Linked DNA regions of Mus musculus: all the other regions are linked to region 4. A link is a contact called in public Hi-C, HiChIP or PLAC-seq and promoter capture Hi-C data. All regions are on one chromosome and are shown on one strand. Each heading gives the region's core, a stretch centred on a gene start, on an enhancer-like site or on the middle of the called end of the contact. The rest is flanking DNA. Distances are from core to core; before and after follow the strand shown. Region 1 holds the start of Zfp882 (zinc finger protein 882). Region 2 holds the start of Slc35e1 (solute carrier family 35, member E1). Region 3 holds the start of Eps15l1 (epidermal growth factor receptor pathway substrate 15-like 1). Region 4 holds the start of Atp13a1 (ATPase type 13A1). Region 5 holds the start of Zfp961 (zinc finger protein 961). Region 6 holds the start of Cherp (calcium homeostasis endoplasmic reticulum protein). Region 7 holds the start of Rab8a (RAB8A, member RAS oncogene family).

Region 1 (2,700 bases), core at 90-2,589, 2.1 Mb before region 4:
GTGGGCAGAGAGGTGGAGAGATTGGGGAGGAGTTGGGGAGAGGAAAAGTGTAATCAGAATATATTGTGTGAATTTTTTTTCAATTAAAAAAAATAAAGAAATTAAACACGACACTAGAAAAGACTACCATGATCATGGATTAGGAGAATCAATATTGCTAAAATAATTCAAAGTTGTAATTCAGATTCAATGAAATTTCCATTAAATAATCACATTTTACACACAACTAGCAACAGTTCTTAAAATTGCTATGACAGTGCAACAGACCCGGGGGGAGCCCAAGATATCCTCAGCAAAAAAAGAGCACACTGTGCAGATCTGTAATGAAAATAAACAGAACAGAACAGAACAGAACAGAACAGAACAGAACGAAGCAAAACCCGACAGAGTAGTGTCATAAATATTGATGTACAGTCCATTGGAAAAGAGAAAATAAAAATAAGCCCATACGTTCAGCCAACTGATTCTCAACAAAGGTGCCAAAAATATATACCAGAGAAAGCACCAATAAAATAATGGTGTTAATGCTGGATTTCTACATGATGTTTGAAACTAGACTCTGATCCTAGAGAAAAACCAATTCACAAATTGTTCACTTGTTGCCTGAAAATGACTGGCTGCTCAGAAAAGACAAAACACTATTAAGCACGATCAAACCCGTACCTTAATACTGTTGACATATCCCTCCAAGCAAAGCCCTTCTCTTCTAGCCACCGCTTGACACGTTTCACACTTTTTATCTCGGGCCTTCTCCCTATTTCTAACAGTCCTTTCAAATAAAGTCATGTCTCAGCATTAAAGAAGTTGAATCCCTACAAACCGCCCAACTGCATCACAGATGGCCACACTCCTTGCACCCCCATGTTGCTCACGGGGACCTGTGGATCGCCCGGTCCAGTGAGTTTGGCAATGTGGGGACGGGCCTGGGAACCGAGGGATTTCAATTGTCAATCAAGCAGCAACAACAAAAGCATTTGGATGGAGAAGACATTCAAGGATTCCAGAATCCGCTTCCCATGGACCGGAAAGACTGGGAAATCAGGTTCTACTAGGCAAAACAAAGCAGCGGCACATCGCCCCCGCGCGGCTCCCGTACCGCCAACACAGCTGGCCGCGCAGTCCAGGAGTCGCGCGCGCAGCTGCAGTCTTTGCCGTGGTTCCCGTACCGAGGGACTCGCCTGCATTCCCCGCATCCCCGATGCTCACCATAGCTGAGCTCCGGACCTCAAGCAGCCTCACGCGGCTCCAGGGTGGAGCGGCCTGAGGTCCAGCGACCCCAAACTCCCTCAGCGGACTGGACTGAGAGAGCAGTGACAATGGCGTTGCCAGGAAGAAAGATGGCGGGTGAAGAACTTCCGCTCTGTTCTCCGGGCCTCCAGCGACCTGACTCTGATACTGGGTTTGACGGTCATGAGAAACCTGAAGCTGAACAGTTTGGCACTCAACTGAGAACAGAGTCGCAACTATGGTAGCACCAGAAAGAAAGATGGCGGTGATGCTCTTCCGCTTTGCCTGACCCCAGTCTTGATTGGATCACTTATCTCATAACTGTTTTGGGGAGGGTCAATGTTACACTGCAGGGTAGAACAATACAGCACTCCCTGAGCTGACCGTACAGTTTAGCGACTTTGGCACCAGAAAGAAAAATGGAGTTAAGGAACTTCCCACTGGTGCTCTTGACCCATACACAGAGCCCCTTGTGATGTTGTATGTTGTCAAAAGACCCTTACAAAGACCACAGAGACCGCCATCGTTGCAAAACGCATGAGGATTTTACTTGTCCAACATGTTGGGGAACACCCTCTCAGCACCAGGCCAGAGGAGAGATCCAGAACAAAGGAACACACTTTTTATTACCTTTGTAAGGGCCGGATCTAGGCACCAGGGTAGTTTGGCTTATTTTAATTGGTGTAGCCAATAACCTTTTTGGACATTGGTTGATTTGTATAGGGTGACTCTCATTTTGTCTGTCCTTGTGGTTTTTAGTGTAAGGCAGGGCAGGGGCATTGTTAATCTTGTTCTGGCAGCTGTAAGCTTAGTCATTTTGACCGTTAAAACTATGTTTCTATATTTGTTTAGCCAGCCAGCTTCTTTATCTGGCTCTGTACTTGGCCTGGTAGTACAGTTTGGAAAGTCCTTTTGAAGGGGGAAGGTACTAGGTAGTCTTGAATTTATTTTGGATATTACAGTGACACGATAAAGAATCCTTACCTAACTGGAACGAAAACAAGCACTCCAGAGTTAGCCATTTCCAGAACTGTCTAGTTTAAAATAAAAATGAGTGAATGAATGAATGAATGAATGAATAAATAGTGCAGAATTCTGTCAGACCTTCAAAGAGGAGCTAATACCAATTCTCTTCCACAAAATAGAAACAGAAGGAACACTACCTACTTCATTCTATGAAGCCACAGTTATGTTGATACCAAAACCACACAATGACTCAACAAGAAAGAGAACTTTAGACCAATTTCCCTTATGAATATTGATGTAAAAATACTCAATAAAATTCTTGCAAACTGAGTCCAAGAACACATCAAAACAATAACTCACCATGATCAAGTAGGCTTCATCCCAGGGATGCAGGGATGGTTCAACATGTGAAAATCCATCAATGTAATCCACTATATAAACAAAACTCAAAGAAAAAAAAAACACATGATGATCTCATTAGATGCTGAAAAAGCACTCAAGAAAATA
Region 2 (2,700 bases), core at 51-2,550, 2.7 Mb before region 4:
CCACAGCTGGGTTGCCCTGAGTACATGTACCTGTTGTGAAATGAAAAAGCTTCCAGAGTTGCCAGGGCCAAATCCAATATGAAATAAAAGCAACCAAAACACATCAGTGGGGCCATCTGACACTGCTCTGTCCAAAGATCCTAATTCCTCTTGTATTTAGTTTGTGACAAAGGCCTTAGGGTACAAAGCCCAGCGTCCTATCACCATATTCTTAAACTCCTGCTTTGGGAGGGACCAGGCCATTTTCTACTCAGATCCACAAGGACTGCCACATGTGTGATGAGTATCCAGCAAACCCCAGGGTACAACACAGTCTACCTTGAAGAACGGGTGAGTAGCTACGCATGGTGCTCAGGAGGCGGAGGCAGGCAAATCTCTGAGTTCGAAGCTAGCCTAATCTACAAATCGAGTCCATGACAGCCAGGAATCTGTTACACAGAGAAAAGCAAACCAAAACATAGGTGAGGTAGAAAGACACCCTGGCATTCAAGGAGACGCTGTAAAGGAGAATATTGAGGTTGGCGAGATGGCTCAGCAAATAAACGCTTGCTGCCAGAGTTAGTTTCTTTTCCTGGATGCACATGGTAGAAAAGAGACAAAAGACTCAACTCGTCTGACCTCAATATGTGTATACACACGCTCGTGCCCGCCTCCATAAATGAACACATTTTAAGGAGCGCGAACAACTATTCTCCCTCACTTAAAAGCACACGATCTTGGGAATCGAGTTTTGTAAGTCTAGTCCTGCCTTCGTGGTTTTGCCCAGCATCGTACCGGTCAGCTGAGCTCTTAAGACACTGTCGCAGGAGACACTTAACCCTGGATTTCTCTCGGTTGGTCTGTGAGGGGAAATTGACACCTACCGCACAGCTTCCGAGGACCCGGCGTAGTCCAGAGGATTTACCGCAATCGGTTTCTTTTCTTCTAAAAGATCTAAGCCCTGTCTACGCCCCAGGCACGCGGCTTCCACAGCCTCAAGTGGGCGGGCCCGCGTCGCCCGGCACCTCCCACGGAGTCCTGCCAGTCACCGGAGAGAACGTAACGCGCTTAACCCACCCGCGGGCCCTACGGCCCGCCTTCCGGGCTTAGCCCCGCCCCCTCCCGGAAAGCGTTTAAGTGAGGGTAGGGCCCTCGCCGACGACGTGTACGGGCGCGTCGGCGGACGCGCGACGATGACGTATGGGGCGGTGGCCAATGGCGAGCGGCGATGACGCAAGGGCCAGGGGCCAATGGTGAGCGGCGTCTGCCGGCGCGCCCTCCAGGGCTGTCCCGCCCCCTGCCCGCGTCCGGCGGTCGTCCGGCGGGAAGGGGCGGCCGCTCGGGCAGGATGGCGGCGGCGGCAACCGCGGGTCCCGGCGCGGGCGCAGGGGTCCCGGGCGCGGGTGGCGGCGGCGGGGCGCGCGAGGGTGCGCGGGTGGCGGTGCTGTGTCTACTATGGTACGCGCTGAGCGCGGGCGGTAACGTGGTCAACAAGGTGATTTTGAGCGCCTTCCCGTTCCCGGTCACCGTGTCGCTGTGCCACATCCTAGCGCTGTGCGCGGGGCTGCCGCCGCTGCTGCGCGCCTGGCGCGTGCCGCCCGCGCCACCCGTGTCGGGCCCCGGACCCGGCCCGCATCCGGCGTCCGGCCCGCTGCTGCCGCCGCGCTTCTATCCGCGTTACGTACTGCCGCTTGCCTTTGGCAAGTACTTCGCGTCGGTGTCGGCGCACGTCAGCATCTGGAAGGTGCCGGTCTCCTACGCGCACACCGGTAAGTGCTGAGGCGGGCTTTGCGCGCTGTCTGGGGCTTCGAAGTGTGGGTACGAGTGCGCGGGCCGTCTGACTGAGACGCCGCCAAGGTGCGTCGGATTCTCACGTTGGAAAAGGTCTGAGGAGTTTACCGAGCGCCTAGCAGAATTGACTCCAGCTATTGGGATCGAGAGGAAGCCTTACAGAAGGAAGGTTCAGGGTCGGGTGTGCAGGTTGCCAGGACTGCCCACTGAGTGCCTTTTCCTCTCTTGCAGTCAAGGCCACCATGCCCATCTGGGTGGTCCTCCTGTCCCGGATCATCATGAAGGAGAAACAGAGCACCAAGGTAACTCTGGCAGAAGCCCTGGGCTAGGCGGGATTCCCAGTAGCTGACCAGGTTGATGACGTGGTTGGACCGTGGCATCCTCCTGCTTCCTGTCAAATAAGGAAGTCAAGGTGTCAGCCTTGTCCTGTGGCTAGCACCTAGCATCCCGCACTCACCTTTCAGACAGCAGATGTGTGTGTGAATGGGGCGATATCACCACATAATCTCTTGCTTGTTGTCCCTGAGCGCCACATCCCTCTGGCGTCCACTGTTCTTTTCTGTTATGATTCCGACTCTGGGATTGGTGGTAGGTGATGTCTTTGGTTCCATTTTAGCAAGTCACCAACAAATTAAGTTGGGACAAGTTTTCCTTCTCTTATTTTATTTTCTAATGTTTATTTATGTGTGTGTGTTGTGCATTGCCACGTGTATGGAAGTCAGAGGACAGTTTTCACCTTGTGGATACCTGGGATCAGATTCAAGTTGTCAGGCCTGGTCCTGACGAACTTACAAACTATCATGTCCTAGTTTTTCTGTCACTAGACAGAATGGTTGGTAGGGGTTGTCTGGATCTGATGTGAGTAGGCCAAAGGAGTTTGACCGTGGCAGAATCTAGCCAGTTTGTAGAAACTAAAACTTTACAAAGCCT
Region 3 (2,700 bases), core at 56-2,555, 2.6 Mb before region 4:
TCAGTGGGTAAAGATGCTTGCGGCCAAGGCTAACAACCTGAGTCCTATCTCTGTGACTCATGGTGGAAGGGGCCATCCAACACACAAATCTTTTAAGATGTAAGTTAAAATGTAACTTAAAAAAAAAAAAAAAGACAAAGAAATACCAGAGTAGGGGCTGGTGAGATGGCTCAGTGGGTAAGAGCACCCGACTGCTCTTCTGAAGGTTCGGAGTTCAAATCCCAGCAACCACATGGTGGCTCACAACCATCCTTAACAAGATCTGACTCCCTCTTCTGGATTGTCTGAAGATAGCTACAGTGTACTTACATATAATAAATAAATGAATCTTTAAAAAAAAAAAAAAAAAGAAATACCAGAGTAGCTGAAGATATAGTTAGTTGGTTAAGGGTGCTTGTTGCTTTTCCAGAGGACCCTAGTTCTGTTCCCACTCATATCGGGGGTTGGGGGCTCATAAGTGCTTTTAACTCCAGCTCAATGGCATCTAATAAACTCTTCTCTCTTGGGCAGGCATTGGCACGAGCACAGCAGGCATATACACATAAAAAAACAACAAAAAACACCAGATGTCAGGCTACACCCACATCTGCAAGCAATCAGAACCCAAATCTGTTTAACAAGCATACTGAGTGGTACTAACACTGCATATGGCCCAAGTTAGACTTGAGCACCATGGTACTTTGTTGTGTGCCACTGTCTCCATTTCCCCGGGAAAAGTTCAGCAAACCCTAGGCATTAGTAGAGGCTACTAGAGTGGAGAAGTTAAGACGGTGCCTGGGTTTAGCCAAGCTCCGATTCACAGACCCAGACTGGAAAGTGCAGGGAGCTGGAGTGCAGCGGTCTGGAAGGGAGCCCTACCTATCCCTTGGGTTCCCTGCCTCACAGGAGCCTCCAAAGCCAGGGGCTCGGTTTGCCCACTCCAATCAGGAGATGCACACGAGGCCCTCCCCACCCCCACAGACCGACTAGCCCGCCCACTCTCGGCCCACTAAACTTACGAGGCTCCGAACCTTCTAGTCACGCTGTGCTTTAGGCTAGGCTCTCTAAATCACCCGGTACGGCCAACTCTGGTAAGGCTATGCGACAGAGCCTTCCCCATAAAGGCTCCGCCTCCAGCCAGAACTGCCCCGCCCTCTCCACTGTGATCGAGGCTCCGCCCTCTTACTGCAAAACTTCTCACGGGAGGACTTGGATTCCCTTCTGCGCACGTGTACTCTGGTCCTGTGGCCTGTCCTTGCGCTGGCTGTGCTGCGCGCGCATCGCATCCCTCCTTCGTACTAGTGCGCAGGCACGGCCCCGCCCCCGTTCCTTCGGCGCTCCGGAGGCCGAGTCCGCACGAAGATGGCGGCGCCGCTTGTACCCCTCTCGCAGCAGGTATGGTGCTGGGGTGCGCCGTGGGGCGGTGCGGACGGTGGTTGCCGCGAGAAAGATAAGTCGTCGCGGAAGCGCGGCTCCAGGGGACCGCGGAGGCGCGCGCTGAAGGCTCAGAGGCTGAGTGGCGGGGGCCGGGCGGTTCTGAAGGTGACAGGCCGGAGCGGCCCGCATACTCTTGCGCCGGGCGACCCCCGAGCGGCTGCGAAGAGGTGATGGGGCGCGGCCGCTGCGTATGTCTGCTCCGTCTGGGGCCTGGCCAGGTTAAGGGACGGGGGGGGGTTTGGGGGGTGGGCGCTGTTGTTCGAGCCGCGTCGCGCTTCGTCCCCGCGGAGGCGAGCGAGAGCGGTGGGCCCGCCGCCAGTCTTTGTCTCCCGCGGGGTCGGGCGTCGGGGCGGGTGGTGTCCCATACTGGAGTCGCAAGGGGAACCGGGACACGCCCGCTTCGCCTCTGGCCGCCCAGCCCTCCTTCCCCCGAGATCCGCTTCCGCTGCTCTGTGCGGTGCGAAAAGCGCGGATCCTACGCCCCCAACGGTATGCACCAGTCTTCGTCCTCAGGGTCGCTGGATGGTTTTCTTGAACGTATCAAATGCTACAGGGACGTACAGAATAGCAGTGAGAAGGCCATTGTGCTTCTAGCGGAAAACATTCATTCATTCTTCAGCCACTTTCTAACGTGCTTGGGATCAGGTGCTTGGGAGCTCAGCAGTCTCTCACTGACAAAGTCTCTAGTTCCAGGTGACATCCATAAGAATTAGAAAGTATTCCTGTCCTGCTAATTTGCCAAATTACCCGTTTGTTCCACACAGCATATTATATGCACTTTGCTAGAATCGTCTTTCGCAGGGTCATGGTTACCAGGAGGAAGCATTTTATATTCAGATCTCGGCTCCAACTCTGGAAGAGTGTCCTTGAAGCAGGCTTCTTAACCTCAGCATATCAATTACCTCATTTGGAAAATAGAGATGTAAAATGCATTAGCAGAAAACTGTGGAAAGCACATTTTGCCTAACACATTGGAAGCTCTTTTGTTACCCGTCAATAAATTCGGGTGTTTGGGACTAAGACAAGAGCAAGTATGAATGCCAAAGCTGGTAAGAACTGCTTGGCAGGCTGATGCACCCAGGTCACCTGGTCTGAAGGAGAGGGCAATACAGGGTGGTTAAGTCCTGGAAGGACCAGCCACCAGCAGCCTTGACACTATATTAACATGTGGAGACCAGTAGATATTAATTAACATGCTCTTACAGCACCTGTGATTGTCTTCTGAAAATGGTTAAGGACTAGACAGATAGTAGGGAGTGTATTGAGGATAGGTGTGTATTGAGT
Region 4 (2,700 bases), core at 152-2,651:
GTCACTGACACTGCCTCCCTTTTCTAAAGACCTACCCAGAACAGATATTGGTGTGCCAGGCTTCAAATCTGGTGATCTGTAGTGTGCTCACTGGGTATTACCCTCAACCTAGAGTACCTTAAAGTCAGTGCTTCCTGTAGTGACACTATGTTTAGAGTTCTGAATTTAGAATCACTGCACCATTCTGACAAGCCCTCATCTTAACCATACCTTACCGATAACTTGAGACTCTACGCTATTTTAAGTCACTTACAAGTAGTTCCTGGCCATCTTCAGCACCAGAATGAATTACACTCTCTTTTGGGTCTAGCAAGGGACAGACAGAAGCTGAACACTGGGCCATAGGACTTGGCTTCATACATTTGGGGGTATTACCCCACAGGTCTAATCTAACACTTAAAAAAAAAAAAAAGAAAGAAAGACCAACACAAGAGTAGAAGCCAGAAATAGTGACACAGGCTTTTAACCCGAGAACTCTGGAGGCAGAGCTAGGCGGTTCTCAGTGAGTCCTAGACGACCCAAGGCTGCATAGTGAGATCCTATCTTACAGGAAAAAAAAAAAAAGAGTAAGAAAAGAAAACCAAAACCAAGGTAGGAGATGACGGAGAAGCAAGGCGGAACCGTTCCAAGAACAATACACCATATGGGAGCTAAGAGAACAATTCACACTAACAGTAGCATATGGATCCTGCTCTAAGTGTGTTCCAGGTGTTTCTTGTGAATCAAAATAACCAGCCACAACTGCATGGCGAGTCACAGCGGGGTCAGAAGTAGGCCTGAGCCATAGGACAGGGGGCGCCGCTGGAGAATCGAGCTGTTAAGATTGGAGACTCGCAAGCCCGCGGCAGCCCGGTACCCCCGCTAGGCCCCATTGTGCCTGGGTCCCGGTCCGGGTCGGGGTCGGGCGCGCGCGCGCACTTACCGGGGTGCAGGTGAGCGCGCAGTGCGCGTGCACAGACCAATGCCCCGACAGGACAGTGAGTGCGTGCGCGAGGCAGATGGTGGCGAGCGCCAGCAGCGCGGCCTCGGGTATCTGGGTCCAGCTGCTGCCCCATCCCCAGCAACCGCTGGCGGCGGCGCCCAGCCAGGCTGGGTACAGCAGCCCGGCAAACGGCAGCACGGTGAGGCGCCGCAGAAGCGCCAGCCGCCGGTACGGCCACACGGCGGCCACCAGTTCGTCGCCGTTCGCTATGAGTGCTGGCCCGGCAGCTAGGCCCGGCCGCAATCGCGACCCAGGCTGAGGAGACCCGTTGTCCCGGGCCCCGCCAGGCCGGGCTCCGCAAGGAACCGCGTTGCCCACCACCGCCATCTTTCCCAGCGCTGCGCTGGCTTCCGGCAGAGGCACCGCCCCACTTCCGGTCTATTACTTCCGGTAAGGTCTGAGCGCCACCTTGGAATAGGAAGCGCCTAGGTAAACCGTTAGGTGGGTTAACACAAGTGTCTGTTCAGGGCGCCGCCATGACAAAGAAGGTACCAAAGGTCCAAATCAGCTTGCTAAGGTCGGCCGTGGCGAACTAAGAACGCAAAAGATGTAGACGGGCAGGGCGGGATTGACATCAGCAAGAGACCCTGAAACGGAAGAGCCCGTCCCTTCTCAGCAACTTTTCCGGCATCTATCTAGGAAAGAGCCTCCGTTTGGGGAGGAGAAAAGCTTACCCTAAGATACAAACTTTAGGACTTGGGACCTTTTGAGGGCGGGTTTGGGAGGAGGCGGAGCTTTCGCAAGGTAGGGTTGAGGGTGCCTTTTCCATGCAAGCCATACGGTAATAAGTACACAAGGTCACATTAACATAAATGGAAAATTAGGTACTTATGAAATATACTATGATGCTTTATGCAACTATTCTGTACAAGTACTGTTATTTAAACACAGCCATAAGAAGGTTTTGAAGATTTAAAAATATATAAGTATGTATCTGTCTCTGTGTGTGTGTGTGTGTGTGTGTGCGCGCGCGCGCTGTGCAGTTCCTACGGGGCCCTAAGAATTCGTCTGAGGTGGGAGCGGGTAAAAAAAAAAAAAAAAGAATGTGTCTGAATCCTGGATTTGGAGTTACAGTTAGTTGTGAGTGTGAGTTCTGGGAATTAAATACAGATCCTCTGGAAGAGCAGCCAGTGCTGATAGTGGCCGCTGCCTTTGACTCGCGAGTGCTGGCCACCCTACCCAGATCCAATATAGATCATTTTTATTCTTTTTCAATGTTATTTTGCTTGGTAGTGCAGGGCATCTCATGTATAAGCAAAGCTGAAGTAGGAAGATGACAACTTCAAGGTCATCTGAGAACTTAAGGAGACTTTTTCCAGACTTAAAAAAAAAAATAAAAGTGTTGGCTAGTTCAGTGTTAGAGTGCTTGCCCAGCATTCTTGAAATCCTGGGTTTCATTCTTTGTAAAAACAAACAAATAGAAAAACTCACACAGCCCCCTGACTGCAGCCTGCTGTTGCATAGTGATTTTCTCTCAGTTGAAATGACTGGAGGAAAGTTTGATAAGAGGACTAAGGAAGTTCTAAAGGCAGGCCTTGTCTCCTCGCTTCTCTTCACTCTATCCCACCCCAGGGGATTAGTCTCCAGTCCTTGGGCTTGGCAGCAAATGCTCTTGCCCTCTGAGCCTGCTCTCTACAGAGAGGTCCGTTAAGACTCAGGAAATAATTCAGAGGCTGAAGAAATTCCTGAAACCTTAGCAGGTGCAGCAGGCTCACTTC
Region 5 (2,700 bases), core at 94-2,593, 2.2 Mb before region 4:
AGTGTCACTTCTGTTGTGGGACTGGGTCCTTGTTTCTGTCCACAAGCAAGACAGCTGTTACAGGGTCCAGACACAAGTTATGAAGTAGTACTGGTCAGTTGGGGGTTACAGTGGGCCTCTTACCCCCACCTCTTCTGTTTGTGGTGTACCAGGAAAAGGAGAAACCTACAGTAACTGAAGGTAAATTTTTCCAAGAAGATGTGATTTTTTTTTGTTGTTGTTGGGGGACAAAAGCTCATATATATGTTGCTTTTCTCGAATCCTAGAAACACATGGTCCCACCAGGTTTGTGCCCTTCCCCCAGCCTTGAGCAGGCTAAAGCAGACCTTGTTTGCCACTGCTGGCTAGCCCAACTGGGGTAGGGTCTTCTGACCTAGGTGAAGCTGCAGCTGCAGCTTCCTGCAAGAAGCCACTACCAGCTGAGCCTGTTTTCCTGATGAGATCCTGGCAAAGTGGGGGATGGGTTTCCTCCCTTTAAAAACCAGACTCAAGAATTAAACACTGGGCCTTGCTCAGAAACTCTGTCTTTGTTTCATTCCTCTCTCGTCTGTCCTTCGCATCCAGCCCCAGCTTTCTTTTCAGGAACCCAGTTCTCCGCGGCTGCTGGTGGCTATACAGGGTTGGGAATATTCACATAGGAAATGCAATTTTATAAAAAGTAGTAAAGGAAAAAGAAAGAAGGGGCTAGTGGGATGGTTCAGCTGAAAAGGCGCTTGCTGCCAAGCCTTAGACTGGCGTTCTCCAGGTTCCACAAGGTGGAAGGAGAGACCAGACTCAGATTACTGCCCCATGGGCACCTCGATAAATAAGTGTAAATTTAAAACATCAAAAAGAACACAAGCCGGGCGTGGTGGCGCACGCCTTTAATCCCAGCACTTGGGAGGCAGAGGCAGGCGGATTTCTGAGTTCGAGGCCAGCCTGGTCTACAAAGTGAGTTCCAGGACAGCCAGGGCTACACAGAGAAACCCTGTCTCGAAAAAACAAAACAAACAAACAAAAAAAAAAAACACCCCACAAAACCAGCCCAAAGAGCAAATTAACTCCGTGGGGACCCTACATAGTCCTTTCCATTTTACCCCTGAACACAAGCATACATGATCCCCTTTTACATTGCGGTTCGGCTGCGGGCTCTGGAAAAGGGCACCAGAGTCGGTTTGCAAACTCTCGGCAAGTCCCGAGCTTCCGACTGCGCAGAGCCCGCCACTCCTCTGCCCTCCGCTCCCACCCGCGTCTCTGAGATGCACTCACCATGGTGCACTCTCGTCTTGCCTGAGCTGCGCTGTGGCGGGTGTCACTGCCGCGTACCTTGCGCATTGCTAAGCCGCCAAGGACAGCGCCGAAAATGGCGGCGCCCGGCCTCCGAGAGGCTTCCCGCTGCTGATTGGACGGCTCTGCTATGAGCGATTCCGATTGGCTTTAGAGTCCCTGATAGACAGGACCAGCGACCTATCGCCTTCAACATAGTCCGGAAACTGATGTTCAGGTCTGGGGTTCGCAGAGGCACCCCACAGCAGGCTCAGGTCTGACTGGGCTTGTGCGCCTGGCTGAAGGTGAACGAGTGAGTTAGAGTTGCGGGCTAATCCTAGACTGTTTAGTGAGAGGTTAACCTGGGCTGCAGGAGACCTTGTTTCCAAAAAGGACACAAGAAAAGCCAGATTTATTCGCGGAAAATTGGGTGTGATGACACACACAACCTGCCATCCCAGCACTGGGGAGATGGAGGGAAGAGGATTTGGAGTTCAAGGCCGGCTACTATAAAAGTTGTTGTGGGGCTAGCCAATGTAAAGCTTTCTTAATCTAAGGCCAGATGAAAGGACAAGGCCAGGGTCAGACTTGACAAGGTCCGGGTTGTGTCCAGAGAAGCGAGTAAGTCCCTCACCCCCAACCCCTTCTGTAACCCCACCCCACCCCCACAACCCAGGGCTGTGGATATCATTTCTAAGGCCACTATGTGCTTGGTCTGTGATGTATTTCAGATATCCTGTGTTCCTTTTGTGTAGCATTACTGATAAGGTTCCCTGTTCAATTGGGACTGGTAGAGGTGACTTGGAAATAATTAGAAAGTAGATAGGCAACTACAGAAGCAGAATTGCTCTTTAATCAGAATGTTGTGGGATATTAGCCAGAGAAGATTGCTTGGACATGGTTTAAGCCAATAGAATGTCTTTATTAACTGGTTGGCAACTACACTGGATGTTAAGGATCCTATTGTAGTACTGAGGGCCTTTCTCAGGGTGAGCTCTTAAACACAAAAACCATATTCCAGGTCAACATGCTTCAGTTAGCAAGATCAGTGAGCCAGAAGCAAAACTATAGAAGCCAAAAAACCAAGGTTTGTACATTTAGAGACTTTCCCAGAACTATAGGCTTTGATTGGCAGGTGGTGCTGTCTATGTGCTGAGTTTTACAGACCAAATGTCAACTCCATCATGGAGTCAGTGGTCTCCATGCTCCTAAGGTCTGGGGCTTGTTCTAAGAACATCTGAAGGGCAGCAGTCTCCCTGAGGAGTAGAGACTGCAGAGATACCACCAGGCACAGTCTTTAAAGCTATGCTTGGCCCTTTCCCCCAACCCTGTCCTGCAGATGAGACCTCCTTCCTGAGCTTCACCCCTGGCTTTAGTTTCAGGTACTGAGTCTCCTCAGGCGATCAAGTGTGATAATGACCTACTTATCGGTTGGTCTTCTCTTGGTCCTCTCTG
Region 6 (2,700 bases), core at 81-2,580, 2.7 Mb before region 4:
TTCTATTTACTGTGAGCCACACAGAGTCCCTACAAGGTCACAATAGTCTTTGGGGATTGCAGGCCTGTGCTGCTGTTGTCTGGTTTTTACACTGAATTCTTGGACCTGAACTCAGGTGGTCCTGCTCCCATGACAAGCACATCACCATTGAGCTATCTCTGCAGCTCCAAGAGTAGGACATTATAAAGGGGCTTCACAGCAGGCAAGACAGGAGTTACAGGAAGGGCATAGGGATCAGGATACCTGCTAGGCTCAACTTCCTCCTTCCTCCTCATATAATCGTGGTGTGGTGCTTCCAGCAGTAAGAATATCCAATTAGGAAAAGTCGGAGACCCTGGCATAACAGGCTCAAAGGATCACTAAGGGCTTAGTGGCCAGCACAAACTCAGAAAGTAAATCATGCCAGTGCTGTAGATCCTGTGCCTGCTTCCAGCTTCTTTAGGCCCTGAAGTCACGTACACAAACCCACCTGACACATAATTAAACCTTTGTTTTCGAGACAGGGTTTCTCTGTATAGTCCTGGCTATCCTGAAACTCTTTGTAGACCAAATTGGTTTTGAACTTGAGATCTGTCTGCCACTGCCTCCCAAGTGTTGAGACTAAAGGCGTGCGCTACCATGCCCGGCAAAATATAAATCTTTTTTTCTTTCTAAAGGTCGATGGTATATCTCAGTGATTGCCTAACATGCAGCCAGTCCTGTCTTCCATCCCCAGTATCCTGTAACCCTGGTGTGGTGGTGGCACACGCCTGTCATCTCAGTACTTAAGAGCTAAGAGGAGGATCGGGAGTGCAAGATTATCTAAGGCTGTGTGGGGAGTTAGAGATCAGCTTGGGCTCTATGAGACCTAATATTCAAAAACCAGGAGTAAGTAATAATATAAATAAACAGAAGGGATGGGGTGTTGACGCAGCTTCCGCTTCTCCTTCCATAGAACGTCTATAGTCGCTTCAGAAGAGATGTCTTTGCTCCACGTCGGTCTGATGTGATGTTGTGGAGCCCCAATGCTCAAAATTCTTACCCAGAAGGAGCATATCGGAACAGGAGCCGAGTGAGGTGTGATTCGCCAAAACCATCACCTGCCGATCCCGCCTTCTGGATGGCGTAAAAGGATGTGAAAGACGCAGAGGCCTGGGAGTGCACGCGTTCGCAAGAACGCAGCAGAAACCCAGAGTACCGCCGGCGCAGCTTCTCACGCTCCAGCGCGTCGGGGAACAGCGGCCGGGCCGCCGCATGCGCAAAGAGGCTCACGCGCATGCGTCTCACTAGGCCATCCTTCTCTGGAGTCCTCACGCAGTCCCTTCCCGCCCTCCTCCGGTCTTCACTTCCGGTGTTTCCCAGCGACAGCCGTAAATGGCGCGCGAAGCGGCCCGCGAGGCCGTCGTAAACGTCGCCCTTCGCGCCACTTCCGGCCGGCTTCTGTGGCCGGTGCTGGTAAGCGATCGTGAGGCGGCGGAGGACGTTGCCAGTGGCTGCAGCCATGGAGATGCCGATGCCGCCAGATGGTGAGGCCGGTCCCTGAGCTGAGGTCGTTGGGTTCTTCTCGTGTGCCCCCGCCGGCCAGCCGTGCCTCCTCGCGTTGCCGGGCCAGTGACGGAGCGCGCTGCGGCCTCGCCGCTCCTCCCTCGGCCTCTCCGTGGTTCCCCGCATTCCTGGCGCGCGCTTGGCCCTAGTCAGGACCCGTACACCACCGCCTTGCAGTGGCCCGCCCCAGAGGACCCCGGCCTGGTCCCCGGGTCAGGCTGCCCCCACTGACGCCTTTTCCTCTGTTTTGCAGATCAGGAGCTTCGAAATGTCATCGATAAGCTCGCTCAGTTTGTGGCTCGCAACGGACCCGAGTTCGAGAAAATGACGATGGAGAAGCAGAAGGACAACCCTAAGTTCTCGTTTCTGTTTGGAGGCGAGTTCTACAGTTACTACAAGTGCAAGCTGGCACTGGAGCAGCAACAGCGTGAGTTCCCCTCAGGCCCTCAGCCGCCTCGGGGTTCAATGCGGGCCCCGCCGCAGCCAATTTCTTTAGAGTTGCAAGTTTCCTCTGCAGAGCAGAGCAGCCGTTCTTCTGTCCTACCCGGAGCCCTGTACCAAGATAGACTGCTGGATCTGTGTGTCATAAGGAGAGACTATCATATATTCTCTATCCAGGCTTTTGGGTCGGGAGTGGTCCCTGGGTGGTCTTTGCAGAGGCAATTGCGGATCTGCAGGAAGGTGGGAACTGTGCAAACTGTGCAGCCTTTCTGCAGGCTGAGACCATAGCTTTCTGCATTTCAGGTGCATAGATCAAAAAGCTTTCCCTTTAGTTTTTGCAACGTTTTTCTTTTCCTTTTTTTTTTTTTTTTTTTTTTGCTTTCGAGATAGGGTTTCTCTGTGTAGTCCTGACTGTTCTAGAGCTAGTTTTGTAAACTAGATTTAAACATCAAGAAAAATATGATTAAAAATAATAGAAATAATAAAAAGTTTAGAGCCAGGGATGATGGGACCACCGCTTTAATCTCAACACTTAGAAGGCAAAGGCAGGTCGATCTCTGTGAGTTTGTGGCCAACTGATTGTACAAGTTCCAGTACAGGCAAGACTACATAGACTGCCTAAAAAAAAAAAAAAAAAAAAACAAAAGAAAAAGGAAAATGAGTGAAGAAGCACAGCTGGTCTTTAAGGGCCTCACACCATATCCCAGGTTGGCCTGGCAGTATGTTATCCAGCCT
Region 7 (2,700 bases), core at 148-2,647, 2.4 Mb before region 4:
GCCAAGGATGACCCTGAGCACCCGATCTTCCTGCCTCCCTGTCCTTAGTGCTGTCATTACAGGTGTTCACTACCACATCTGGTTTCAGGGTGCTGGAGATGGCACCCAGGGTTCCAACAATGGAACCACATCCTGACTAGGGATAAACCAAGCCTAGTGACTATTCTCTTGTTTCAGGACCATACACCATCCAGGTCACTCTGTTTGGCAGGATTTACTTCCAGGTAACACTCAATGTGAGCCATGACTATTCATGGTAAGGAGCATGGTCAGCACCATTTTTGACGTCAGAACTGGGGCCATCACAAGCCAATTCTGTTCAACTGTGCCGTGAGGCAGCCCTGGGGAAAAGCTGTTCAGGTGGTGTTCTTGGCCCAGTGAAAGGAAGTCAGTCAAGGCTGCACGTAGCCATGGCTGGACTTAGTTTCTTACTGGAACTTTTTCTCTTGTATTCCCACCAGGATGACAGATACTGTCACCATTCCTCAGAGAGAAGGCAGGAGGACTTTGGGTTGGAGTCCTGACTTAGATGTGGATCAGTGGTGCTGGTCCTTTGAAGCTCTGGAACAGCTGAACCTTGAATTTTGGAGTCAGACACACCTGGGTTCAAATCTCATCCCTAATACCTGTAGACTGTGACCTTCAGTGCGTGCCGCACCCTCCCTCAGTTTCAAATTCCTCCTCCAGGGACAAAGCACCCATCACGAGTACACTACAGATTTGATACTGCACATGCCAAGCTTGCCACATAGGAAACTACGAGGTCAGGTGTCACCTCCATGCCTCAGTTTCCACTTTTGGAAGACGGGGGTCTCCCCGGAAGAACAGTGTAGAGGTCTGATGTAAAGACACAGAGAGTTGACAGGCGCCAGGACCCCAGGGCAGGCTCTTCCTCAGACTGCAGCCTGCATGTCCCTGTCTGCACCTTGGTCTCCGGCGCCCGCCAGGGTCCCGGCCTGGACTCCCTGGCGGGAGGTGGAGGCCGCTGCGGTTCTCTGTCCAGCCCCGTGACCCTCCCGGATCCTCGGCCCGAGTGGATCCTGAGTCGATCCCTCAGCCCAGCCCCATAGGGGCGCGTCCAGCCCTGGTCACCGGCCGCCCAAGGCCCCGCTACCTATGGTAGAGATGAATGTGGAGTTGAAGGCGTCCTCGGAGAAGCGGAACAGGACACAGGTCTTCCCTACCCCCGAGTCCCCGATCAGCAGCAGCTTGAACAGGTAATCGTAGGTCTTCGCCATATTACACTCTCTCCCCGACGGGAAGTACGGCCGGCGCCTCGCCACTGGTCGCTGGACCCGTCTATCATCTCAGATCCCGCCCCCTATTGGCCCCCTGCCCGCCGCGCATCATCCAGGCCTACGCCCGCCACCCGGAGCCCCGCCTGTCGCAGAGAGCCCAGGGGAAAAAGGCGAAAGCGGCGCAGAGCCGGAAGCAGCCGACTGCACAGCCCATTGGTTGACGCTTGGTATAGGGAGGTTTGTTATTGGCTAGTGCTGGAGAGTCGAGGGTGAGGGCGTCAAATGACCAGCGATGGGTGTGGTCACATCTTGACCCCGCCTTCCCGTGCGCGCCTTCTCCTCAGCCCTTCAGCGTCCAGGCCCTGCCCCCGACAGGAGGGACCCCAACAATTCCGCGCGCTGGTTGATGAGAGAGTGGGAGGGACGGGCTTGGTGAACAGGCGCAAGCGTACTGGGAAGACGGTTGGCTCTGGCAGAGAGCGCACGCGCGCAGAGAACGCCTCGTGTTTCCCGCCTTCTCTGCCTGCGCAGCAGCAGCCGTAGCCGCAGCCGGCGCTGAGGCGAAGCGCAGGAAGTACCTGTGGTAATGCTTCTGAGGAGGATTTTCGGCGGTGCAAAAGTGGCGCGGGTTAAGATGTGCTGCAGACTCGCTCCTCGGCCTTGGCGCCCACCATTGGACTTACTTAGGTGCTGTACAGGCAAGCCGGCCATTGCCGTGAGCGATCCCAGGGCTTCAGCGCCGGTAGGGCTATGTTATCATTTCCAAGTAATGGCAGCGTTTTTTGTTTTGTTTTGTTTTGTTTTCTTTTCTGTGCTTGCGGGTGCTATCTATACTTAAAAATAAGTCAAGGTCCTTCACCCCACACCAGCCCGGCTTGGTAGGTAATCTTTTCCTCGTTTTATGGTAAGTATACTGAAGACAGGTGAAGTGACTTTCCTAGGTTTCAGAGTAGCATTTTTTTTTCCCTTCTGTTTTTTAATATGTTGAGGTGTAGTCCCGGAGTAACGGGAGAACAGTGACAAAATAAAATAAAGCCACATTAAGATAAACATCTGAGGGCTGGAGAGATGGCTCAGCGGTTAAGACTACTCTTCCAGAGGCCTTGAGTTCAATACCCAGCAACCACATGGTGCCTCATAACCATCTGTAATGGAATCCAGTGCCCCCTTTTGGTGTGTCTGAAGACAACTACAGTGTACTCAAATCTTAAAAAGAAAAAAGGAGTGGGGGGGGGTGGATAGATGGCTCAGTGTTTAAGAGCACTTACTGATCTTCCAGAGGTCCTGAATTACATGGTGGCTCACAATCATCAGTAATGAGATCTGATGCCCTCTTCTGGGGTGTCTAAAGACAGCTACAGTGTACTTACATATAATAAATAAATTAAAAAAAAAAAGATCTGAGTTGCTGACTACATGGCTCAGCCAGTAAAGTAAGTCATTTGTTGCTAAATCTGAGGAT

What was found. Promoter capture Hi-C pulls out the DNA fragments that hold promoters and counts their contacts. A called contact is a pair of places that touch in the nucleus more often than the background predicts. HiChIP or PLAC-seq counts read pairs in DNA pulled down with a chosen protein or histone mark. Capture Hi-C pulls out chosen DNA fragments and counts their contacts.
Region 1: a contact with region 4 is called in a promoter capture Hi-C map of hippocampal neurons, with 2.3 times the contacts expected there. The contact joins the promoter of Zfp882 here to the promoter of Atp13a1 in region 4. A contact is called at or near these places in 2 of 39 promoter capture datasets (hippocampal neurons and liver).
Region 2: a contact with region 4 is called in an H3K27ac HiChIP or PLAC-seq map of thymic regulatory T cells, with 8 times the contacts expected there. The contact joins the promoter of Slc35e1 here to the promoter of Atp13a1 in region 4. A contact is called at or near these places in 2 of 39 promoter capture datasets (embryonic stem cells and liver), 2 of 115 datasets of contacts at active chromatin or transcription factors (large pre-B cells and thymic regulatory T cells) and 2 of 9 other capture datasets (adipose tissue and liver).
Region 3: a contact with region 4 is called in a promoter capture Hi-C map of adipose tissue, with 5 times the contacts expected there. The contact joins the promoter of Eps15l1 here to the promoter of Atp13a1 in region 4. A contact is called at or near these places in 2 of 9 other capture datasets (adipose tissue and liver).
Region 5: a promoter capture Hi-C map of hippocampal neurons shows a contact between it and region 4, with 3 times the contacts expected there. The contact joins the promoter of Zfp961 here to the promoter of Atp13a1 in region 4. A contact is called at or near these places in 1 of 39 promoter capture datasets (hippocampal neurons) and 2 of 9 other capture datasets (adipose tissue and liver).
Region 6: a contact with region 4 is called in a promoter capture Hi-C map of liver, with 4 times the contacts expected there. The contact joins the promoter of Cherp here to the promoter of Atp13a1 in region 4. A contact is called at or near these places in 4 of 39 promoter capture datasets (embryonic stem cells, hippocampal neurons and liver), 1 of 484 Hi-C or Micro-C datasets (B cells) and 3 of 9 other capture datasets (adipose tissue, liver and pancreatic islet).
Region 7: a Hi-C map of B cells shows a contact between it and region 4, with 6 read pairs. The contact joins the promoter of Rab8a here to the promoter of Atp13a1 in region 4. A contact is called at or near these places in 4 of 39 promoter capture datasets (hippocampal neurons, liver and pre-B cells), 1 of 484 Hi-C or Micro-C datasets (B cells) and 1 of 9 other capture datasets (adipose tissue).

The regions. Positions count from the first base shown.
Region 1 is chr8:71,907,245-71,909,944 of GRCm38.p6, reverse strand. It overlaps Zfp882 (zinc finger protein 882), which reads right to left and starts at 1,339. Exons shown (of 3, transcript NM_001166645.1): 1 at 1,207-1,339. The coding sequence starts at 1,209.
Region 2 is chr8:72,491,214-72,493,913 of GRCm38.p6, reverse strand. Slc35e1 (solute carrier family 35, member E1) reads left to right here and starts at 1,300. Exons shown (of 6, transcript NM_177766.3): 1 at 1,300-1,748; 2 at 2,002-2,072. The coding sequence starts at 1,328.
Region 3 is chr8:72,420,079-72,422,778 of GRCm38.p6, reverse strand. Eps15l1 (epidermal growth factor receptor pathway substrate 15-like 1) reads left to right here and starts at 1,305. Exons shown (of 24, transcript NM_007944.3): 1 at 1,305-1,374. The coding sequence starts at 1,342. It overlaps Gm46043 (a long non-coding RNA gene), which reads right to left. Exons shown (of 3, transcript XR_001778581.2): 1 at 999-2,700.
Region 4 is chr8:69,789,864-69,792,563 of GRCm38.p6, reverse strand. Atp13a1 (ATPase type 13A1) reads right to left here and starts at 1,401. Exons shown (of 26, transcript NM_133224.2): 1 at 923-1,401. The coding sequence starts at 1,309.
Region 5 is chr8:71,949,709-71,952,408 of GRCm38.p6, reverse strand. Zfp961 (zinc finger protein 961) reads right to left here and starts at 1,343. Exons shown (of 4, transcript NM_001164581.1): 1 at 1,249-1,343. The coding sequence starts at 1,314.
Region 6 is chr8:72,473,863-72,476,562 of GRCm38.p6, reverse strand. Cherp (calcium homeostasis endoplasmic reticulum protein) reads left to right here and starts at 1,330. Exons shown (of 18, transcript NM_138585.3): 1 at 1,330-1,505; 2 at 1,778-1,951. The coding sequence starts at 1,481.
Region 7 is chr8:72,159,897-72,162,596 of GRCm38.p6, reverse strand. It overlaps Rab8a (RAB8A, member RAS oncogene family), which reads right to left and starts at 1,397. Exons shown (of 8, transcript NM_023126.2): 1 at 1,115-1,397. The coding sequence starts at 1,238.